Linked DNA regions of Muntiacus reevesi: region 2 is linked to region 1. The links are chromatin contacts, called in public Hi-C maps. All regions are on one chromosome and are shown on one strand. The core of a region is the stretch at or near the end of the contact, and the rest is flanking DNA. Distances in the headings are between cores, read along the strand shown. Region 1 holds the start of ZMYM5 (zinc finger MYM-type containing 5). Region 2 holds the start of PARP4 (poly(ADP-ribose) polymerase family member 4).

Region 1 (4,991 bases), core at 91-2,590:
ACTACTTTCACTGTATCGCACAAATTTTGATAAGCTGTATTTTCATTTTCATCTAGTTCAAAGTATTTTTTAGTTTGAGAGTTCTTCTTTGACTTGTGTTATTTAAAACTGTGTTGTTTCAGTTCAGTCACTCAGTCGTGTCCGACTCTTGACAACCCGACCCCATGGACTGCAGCACGCCAGGCTTCCCTGTCCATCACCAACTCCCCAGAGCTTGCTCAACTGTGTTGTTTCGTCTTCATTTATTGAGATTTTCCAGCTATCTATTATTTAATTCTAGGTTAATTTTACCATGGTCAAAGATCAGAGGCTGTAGAATTTCTGTCCTTTTAAATTTGTTAAGGTGTGTTTGAGAACCCAGAATGTGATCTGTCCTGGTGAATGATCCATGTGAGTTTGAGAAGAATATATATTCTACCATATATTGGATGAGACTTTTGATGTCATTATTTTCAGTTGAGCGATGGTGTTGAGTTCAACTATGTCCTTGGTGATTTTCTTTTTTAAAATTTTATTTATATGGTTACATTGGGTCTTCCTGGTGCGTGGGGGCTTTCTCCAGTTGAGGCCGGGCCCAGGTGCGGAGCTGGCAGTGGGCGCCGTCTCCGTCGCGGGGCCCAGCCCCGGCTTTCTGGGACTAGTCGGAGTTGTCCTCAGTTCCCCTCGCGGCCCCGACAAGATGGAGGACATCGTCTCCCCCCGCAGCCTTGACGGGAGCGGGGGACGCCTCCCCACCGGGCTGAGGGGAAGGGAAGCGCTTTCAGTCCTCGGAGCGCGCGGGGCCCCGCCGCCGGCCTTCCAGACCCCTGCTCTTGCCCCGGTCGCTGAAGCCCCTGCCCGCCCAGGGCTCACGGGGCTCCCAAACACTGGATATGGAGGGCTTGGGGGACATCGAGGCCTTGGCACTCGCAGCCGCTGCGAGGGCAGGTGGCCCGGTTCAGGTCTTCTGGCCGCTGGGGCCCGACAGCGCTCGGCTACTGCAGCTAGCAACAGACTCTGTGTTCACTGAGACGCGCTAGTCGGGGATCCGGGCAGAAAAGGCGGGGAATGCAACGGAGGCGCGGGGGTGTGGCCTGCGGCTGACGGACAGGGCATCGGACCACCCCCTCAAGGGGGTCCTGAAGGAAGGTGGACGCAGCCAATGGGCGTGCCCGAGGCGCCCAGCCCGCCCTTCCCGGCCGCCAGTGAGGGCGCAGGGGGCGGGGCCTGCCAGGTCGGGTCGCGGCGCCTTGGGCGCCGCCTCTGCCTCCTCACCAGCTCTAAGGCCGGGACTGGACAGAGTGGAGTTGCGCGTGTTGCCGAAGAGGGGTGGGCTGGGGGCGGGGAAGTTTGTTCCGCGGAGCCGCAGCCAGAACCGGGTGAGGCTTGTCCCCGTCGTGTCTCCAGCCCAGGGCCGCCGACAGTCGGGTGGCCAGGAGCGGCGCAGCCTCCGGAGGCTCCGCCGGGAGGCGGAGATGGGTGAGGGCGGCCTCCGAAGCCTCCCACCGACCTGGGACGAGCGCCCCGCGGCGCGGCCGCCGTTGCTGCTGCCGCTTCGGGGCCTCCGGCTGCCGGCGGCTCCGCTGATGTCCCAGGCGCGTTGGCGGGCGGCCCGCGGGCTGCGGGAGTGCGGGCGCGGCCGCGAGGGCGGAGTGAGGTGGCCGCCGGCGAGCCTCGGGGGTCGCGGGGTGGGGGAGGGGCGCCTCCGTGGGCGCTCGTGGCCGCGCTTGCGCTCTCCCGGCGGCGACCCGGGATCCGCAAGTTTGGGGCTGAGGACACGGCCCCCTCCCGCACCAGGTCCCCTCCTCGGCCGCCCAGACCCCGGCGCGGCGTCTTCTCACTGCTTATTTGGGAGAGTTTCTAATGGCGGACGAGGAGCAGGCAGGTCTCAGGCTGCGGGCCAACACGGGGGTTTCCGCCCCGCGGTGACGCGAGCTGCGGGCGAGTGGGTTCCTGAGGGACGGCGGCGGCGTCGCACGGGCCGAATCTGGGGATAGGCGTCTCCGCGGGCTCGAGGCCGCGCTCGCCCTCCGCCTCCCGCCTGTGGCTTGCAGGGACTGTGCGGTCGTGCGGTGGTGGCGGGGCCTCGGTGTTTGTGTACCTGGCGCCTCGGTGGCTGTGGGGTTGGGGGGGGCGGATTGTGGAGGAGCGCTGAGGCTTCTTGACTTCTTGTCTCTTTGCTTCCTCTCTTGTGAGCTGGTGTTGCGTCCAGCTTGGCTATAACGAAGTACGCTTTCATCCTTCGTTCTAGGGCCAGGAATCACCTTCAGGACAGTCTGGTGATAGTTCGGTGATAGTAATTAAGGGGGAAAGCGTCCACGGTAAGTAATTTTACCCTGCGTGTCTGTGTAATACAGTTAGCGCACTACTAGAGTGTGCTTCTGTGGAACTTAACCTTTCTCTTACCTTGAAGGCAGAGAGCTAGTTTCTGGAGTGGCCCTTGTCCCCAGAGCCAAGTCAGGGAAATCCCTGGGAAAGCATGGGGAGTGCGTGCTGATATTTACACCACTGGTATGCTCTTAGAGTTCTAAGATATTCCATTTTTAATGCTTTCTTTTTAACATATTTTTGCTTTCTAATGGTTAGAAATAATTTTTTTCCGTACTGTTGAATTAACTAGACTGACTGAATCTTATCGTTATTCTATGGTTGATGGACACAGTACTTTGTGTGTGTGTTTGTCTTATATTTGAGGAAGATTTGTGTTTCTGTATCCTGATAAAACTCAGGCAAGCATCACATCAGGAGATAGTCTTTTTCTTTTAAAAAAGATATAATCTAGTTCTTACCCTAGTCGCCATTCTAAGATGGACCACCAAATTACCAAATTGCTAGTGACAGTCTCCATTATGAAGTTGATGTGTTTTTTTTTCTTGTTTCTAAAAAGTAGGCTAAGTGCCGTTCATTTTGGTACAATTAAATGCTCAGTTCCCTGTCAGCTGTTGCGTTAATGGCTTTAACACCAACCCTTGCCTGAATCAATAATTTTGTAAAGTGTCTCAAAGTGATTAAAAAAAAAACAAAAAACCTCTGATTCTACATTTATTATCTGGGCTTCTGTACAGTCTTAGGTCCTGCCTATTTTGTCCTTTCAGCTGGTCAGTTTTTCACCAGTCATCAAAAAGAAATTTGTGAATACTACTGTTTCTCATAGTAGTATTCCTGCCTTCCCTCTGCTATTGTTGCTTCTTGCCAGACTTGACTTTGCACTTACACTGTTGTGCTTCATGGCACACTTCATTAGTTAAGACAGTTTTTAGGAATGGATATTGTTTTGACTGGGTGATTTTCATAGGATACCTGAAATGATATTTCAGATTATGTGGTAGTTGTGTGAGATGAAGGGATGTGGGCAGGGTTCTAGAGCTATGAGGGACTTTATTAGGGAAAGGGAACTAGTGGGGACTAAAAGATTGGAAGGATAACAAATCGCTGACTCAGTTATTACCACTTAGAAAAGCCATTTTCTCAACAGCAGGTTCCTAGCATAGGTGGGCACAGTGTGAAAAGGACTAGGTTTAGTGCCAGCCAGATTTCATATCTGGTTTATATCTCTGTTCTCCTATTACTTTGGCAAGTGCAAACTAAATAAGAGTCAATAACAGAACCTTTATAAATGCACATCTTATTCAGTTAAATACACTTTTTTATCCACATTTTATAAGTAAATTGTGTCTGTGTTCTCAATTGCTATGAAGATTGTAAAGTGCCTAGCCCATAAGCTATGTGAGACACACACACACATTGTTAACGGTACCTACAATTCTTGTGTTTTTTGTCTTCTGATATTTCCTCAGCTTTATCTTTCAGTCCTTTTACTGAGTTTTCCATTTTTGCTAAGCTTTTTATTTTTAGAAGTTCTTGTTTAATACTAGAAATGTCAATTTTTTATGGTCTTTTGCTTGTCATGTGTCCGGCTAGAGTTCTGATTGTTTTGCGGATTTCGATTTTGTTTTCTTTTTCTTGCACTTTTCTCTTTCTTCTTTTTTTCTTTTAACAATTTTTTCTTTTGCATTATTTTTTATTGGAGCATAGTTGTGTTATATTTACAGCATTGTGTTAGTTTCTGCTGTACAGCAAAATGAATCAGCTATACCTATACATATACATATATTTCCTCTTTTTGTATTTCCTTTCCATTTAGGTCACCTCAGAGCATTGAGTAGAGTTCTCTGAACTATACAGTAGGTTCTCAGTTATCTATTTTATACTCAGTATCAATAGTATATATATGTCAGGACTATTTTTCTTATTAGAGGATTTCTTCGGGTATCTTATAATCCTTGGTTGGTCTGCTCATGGTTAAGAATTGAGAAATAGAAAGTAGCTTGGAAAAATGAGTGGAATGTTTCAGCTTGGAACTTCATTGTAGGATGAATCTTTTTAGGCCAATTAATGGAGAACCTCTGAAGTCATTATCTTTAGGTCTTTGATTTTTGGGGGGTTCCTAATTCCACAGAAAGGAGTTTTTCTGAGAAAGACGTTTTCTGGGTAGGAGTCTGCTGCTTGGAAGATTGAAGTCTGGATGTCAGCTCTCTGGAAATCAGCCAGGAAAGGGGGCATTTCAAATACATGATATTGAAGCATTCACCAATGCCTGGTAAACCTGGAACAAAGATCTTTTGTTCTATCCTCTCCAAAGAATAGAAGTCTAGAACTTGTGCCAGAAAGGGGGAACGCCTGTGATCATCAACATGGAGAAAGGGAAGGGACCTGGAATTTCACATCCTGCTTGTTTTAGCTGTCTGCTTCCTATTCCAGTGTGATATATCAGGAGTTACAGGCTTTGAGCCTTTTGAGGATTCCACAGCTTAAGTCAGAAGTTTCACAGCTTTTTCCTTCACTGTTAGAGTTAGGCTGTCTCAGGCAGAGTTGGTTAACTACTCATCCACCTGCTCTTCAGCTTATCACATTTGTTGCTTTTGTTTCTTCTTTAGTTTTTCCTTTTCTTGTGAGTAGGAACTTTACTGTCATTTATGGGGATTTTAGAAGGGATTGAAGTTAGTTTTGTG
Region 2 (4,471 bases), core at 1,955-4,454, 240 kb after region 1:
CTAGTTAAGGCCCTAAGGGCCTATGTATGTGAGATCTTAGTTTCCTGACAGGGATTTAGCCCACATCCCCTGCATTAGAAGGCAAATTCTTAACCAACCACTGGACCACTAGGGAACTCCCTAGACATAGTCTTTTGATCTAACATTTTTGATAATTTCATGAAGCAGACAACAGTTGTGTCCCGGTTTGCATGGAGGACTAGTTCCAAGACTCCCATGGATACCAGAATCCCTGAATTCTCAAGTCCCTCATATAAAATGTATAGTGTTTGCATGTAACCTACTTAGATCCTCCCTATACTTGAAATCACCTCTAGATTACTTATAATAGCTAGTACATGTAAATACTATGTAAATTCTATAATTGTAGTGTTCAGGCCTACTGTTAGTTGCTCAGTTGTCTGACTCTTTGTGACCTCATGGACCGTAGCCTGCCAGGCTCTTCTGTCCATGTAAGTAAAGAATTGTTGGTGCACAACAAATTCAAGTTTTGCTCTTTGGAAATTTGTGTAATTTTTTTCCCCGCTGTTTTTCCACAGACGTGGAACCACAGTTGGGAAGGCCAAGTATGTTATCATCATCCCCATTTTGCAGATGAGAACAGTTTCTGAGAACAGAACTCCTCTGATCCCAGGCTGCCTGACTCCAAAGCATGGGCCATTAGCCATTATATTACAGTGCCCTCCTGCCTCCAGTGATGACATAAAAGATTGTATCAGAATGGGTAATTTGTGGCTAAAATCCCTTGTGGGAGCTTTTAGTCTGACTTTTCTCTACAGCAAAATTTGAAGATGCAATATTTTTCATTGTCTGGCAGTTCCTCCCCTCTCCCACCTTTTTTTTGTTTTCACACACAAGCCAGTGATGCTTTATTACACAAGGGATTTGGCAAAGGACACATTCATTTTGTAAAAGAATCCCCACCTAAGAGTCCTAGTGATCCATCTGGTGATACAGTCAACTTAATAAACAATAGCTGGTATTTACCAGGTGCTTGCAATGGGCCAGAGCCATACATACCCAGCAGGAAAACAGGACTTTTCATTAGGGTCCAGATTTAGAAAAGGCCCAGCTTCAAAGATTCTGTCTTGCACAGACTGAGGATTCCTATTTCCAGAAGTTCAAAAACCTCCTTTCTTATCTCGGGAATGTCCACCATCCTTCTCAACTTCCGATCGCTCCAGTTCCAGTCAAAAATCAAAAACTTTAAGGGGTTCAAATGAAGGCCACCTTGTTTAATGAGTTCTTTAATCCTCCCTGGAGTTCTTACACCCAGGTGTACTACACGTTTCTCCAGCAATTTTACCTGCTCCTGGACCTTTATGTGTTTTGCAAATAATTTCATAACTTTGCTGTCTCCTCTGAATGCAGTCATTGACCTAATGAACTCCAGAGCTCAGATGGCAGCGTCACAGATAATCAGCATCAGGACTGATTTCTTCTCACTGTGGTTTTTCCGAAGTTTCACCCATTTGGGGCAGACTTCTTTTAGATATGATGAAAGACTATGAGTTAAATCATTGGCCTTGAGGAAGCAGGAGTCTGGTAGGGTTAGTTCTTCTAATTCAATCATGGAGCGACGGCTGCTATAATAGTCCTTCATCAGCTTCTGTAGGTCTTCAGGTGTCCCTGGTTTTGGCTCTGATTTTGCAAGAATATCAGTAATTTTCTTCTTTTTCCTCTTCCTGGTCTTGGCTGCATCTTCATTTGTTTCCTTCAGTTGTATCAAGAAACATTCTTTAGGCGGTTTGGTTTTCTTGGACAGGGCAGGACCTGGAGCTGTCTCCTGCTGCGCGATTTCTGTGTCTCCTCCTCCTTCACCATCTGATGCCCTGGGCTGCTGGCTGCTCCTGCCTGCTGGTTCTCCCACCACTCGTCTCCAAGGTCGACTGCCATCTCCATGCGGGACTCGGCCGTGGCGGGCCACCAGGAATGAGCAGGCGCTAGCCGGGATTTGCGCTGCCTCAGAGCCGGGTAGCGGGCGTTGCAGCACGCAGAGCCTCTGCTCAGAAACCCCCCTTCCACCTTGCAATGGATTTTAAGAATCTTTAAGCTTAGTGGGCAGTTTTGAAAATTACCTGGGCTACAGGTGAACATTTATATAACATTGATTTAAAAGTCAGTTACGACTTGAATGTAGTAAAAGACTAATTTATTCAACCAATAACCAATGTGATACTTAGACTGAATTAGAATAGAAGAATAAAATATAGGCAAAAAAGTAGTAAATATTGTAACTATTTTGAAAAGATACACACTTGAAAAAAAATAAGAGTTGGGCAAGCTTTCAAGCCAAAGGACTGTAATAAATGAGGATGAGCATTTGGTTCCTTGTGTGGCATCTAGCTGTGTGACTTTGGACGTCTTGGGCTTTGACTTCTCATCCATAATTAAAAAAAGAAAGAAAAAAAAAGATTTTGGGAAGAAGGACTATTTTTGAAGTAGCTAGCAAAACACTTTTGGGAAGCCCAATTTTTACAAAAATGTCTTTAAAGTAATCTTTTAACAAATATATGTATTTATTTATTTATCTGCACCAGGTTTTGGTTGCAGCATGTGGATTCTTTTAGTTATGACATGTGGGATCTAGTTCCCTGACCAGGGATCGATCTGGGTTCCCTACAGTTAGGAGCATGGAGTCTTAGCCATCGGATCACCAGGGAAGTCCCTATTTTTTAAAACTAACTCAGTGGTAGTGTAATAGGACAGAGAAGGTAATGGTACCCCACTCCAGTACTCTTGCCTGGCAAATCCCATGGATGGAGGAGCCTGGTAGGCTGCAGTCCATGGGGTCCTGAAGAGTGGGACACGACTGAGCAACTTCACTTTCACTTTTATGCATTGGAGAAGGAAATGGCAACCCACTCCAGTGTTCCTGCCTGGAGAATCCCAGGGATGGAGTCGCACAGAGTCGGACACGACTGAAGTGACTTAGCAGTAGCAGCAGCAGTGTAATAGGAAAGAATCTTTTCATATTCTATTACAAGTTAATCACTAAAAAGATGTTGCTTACCAGCTTCAGTCAGTTCAGTCGCTCAGATGTGTCTGACTCCAAGAAACCTCAAGGACTGCAGCATGCCAGGCTTCCCTGTCCATCACCAACTCCTGGAGCTTGCTCAAACTCATGTCCATCAAGTCAGTGAAGCCATCCAACCATTTCATCCTCTGTTGTCCCCTTCTCCTCCTACCTTTTCTTTCCCAGCATCAGGGTCTTTTCCAATGAGTCAGTTCTTCACATCACTTGGCCAAAGTACTGGAGTTTCAGCTTCAGCATGAGTCCTTCCAATGAATATTCAGGACTGATTCCCTTTAGGATGGACTGGTTGAATCTCCTTGCAATCCAAGGGACTTCGAGAGTCTTCTCCAACCCCACAGTTCAAAAGCATCAATTCTTTGGTGCTCAGCTTTCTTTATGGGCCAACTCTCACATCCATACATTACTACTGGCAAAAACCATAGCTCTAACTAGATGTACCTTTGTTGGCAAAGTAATATCTCTGCTTTTGAATATGCTGTCTACGTTGGTCATAATTTTTCTTCCAAAGAGCAAGCATCTTTTAATTTCAGGGCTGCAGTCACTATCTGCAGTGATTTTGGAGCCCAAGAAAATAAAGTCTGTCACAGTTTCCACTGTTTCCCCATCTATTTGCCATGAAGTGATGGGACTGGATGCCATGATCTTAGTTTTTTGAATGTTGAGTTACAAATCAGATTTTTCACTCTCTTTCACTTTCATCAAGAGGTTCTTCAGTTCTTCTTCACTTTCTGCCATAAAGGTTATTATCTGCAGATCTCTGCATCTGCACATCTAAGGTTATTGGTATTTCTACCAGCGATCTTGATTCCGGCTTGTGCTTCATCCAGCCCAGTATTTCCCGTGATGTACTCTGCATACAGCCTTGATGTACTCCCAATTTGGAACCAGTCCATTGTTCAATGTCCTGTTCTAACCGTTGCTTCTTGATCTGCATAGCAGTTTCTCAGGAGGCAGGTAAGGTGGTCAGTCTGGTATTCCCATCTCTTGAAGAATTTTCCACAGTTTGCTGTGATCCACACAAAGGCTTTGGTGTAGTCAATAAAGCAGAAGTAGATGTTTTTCTGGAACTCTCTTGCTTTTCTATGATCTAACAGATGTTAGCAATTTGATCTCTGGTTCCTCTGCCTGCCAGCTTAAATTATACATAATGACTCATCTCTGGGAACACTGCCTTCCAGGTAATTGGTATTAAGCAAAAATACCTTTGTTTAGCTAAAGTACCTTTGTTTTTGTAGAACTTGTACCAGAATATTTGTTTTCACCCATTTCAAGCTCCCTGACTAGAAACATCCTGACCAGGCCCACCCCTGAATGACTGCATTAAGGAAGAAATTAACACATCTTCTCCAGACGCTGAGGAGAACCAGGAGTAGGTGACTTTACCACTCTGCCCTGCCTCTGGAGGCTTTTAGTGCAAAAAAAAAGTCGGAAGTC

Evidence for each region. Hi-C and Micro-C count contacts between places; a contact is called where the count stands out from the background.
Region 2: a Hi-C map of muscle shows a contact between it and region 1, with 5 times the contacts expected there. The contact joins the promoter of PARP4 here to the promoter of ZMYM5 in region 1. A contact is called at or near these places in 2 of 3 Hi-C or Micro-C datasets (blood and muscle).

Annotation. Positions count from the first base shown.
Region 1 is chr11:34,180,640-34,185,630 of mMunRee1.1, forward strand. ZMYM5 (zinc finger MYM-type containing 5) reads left to right here and starts at 1,341. Exons shown (of 8, transcript XM_065901876.1): 1 at 1,341-1,358; 2 at 2,231-2,300.
Region 2 is chr11:34,414,708-34,419,178 of mMunRee1.1, forward strand. It overlaps PARP4 (poly(ADP-ribose) polymerase family member 4), which reads right to left and starts at 3,205. Exons shown (of 34, transcript XM_065902459.1): 1 at 3,014-3,205. It also overlaps the pseudogene LOC136144534.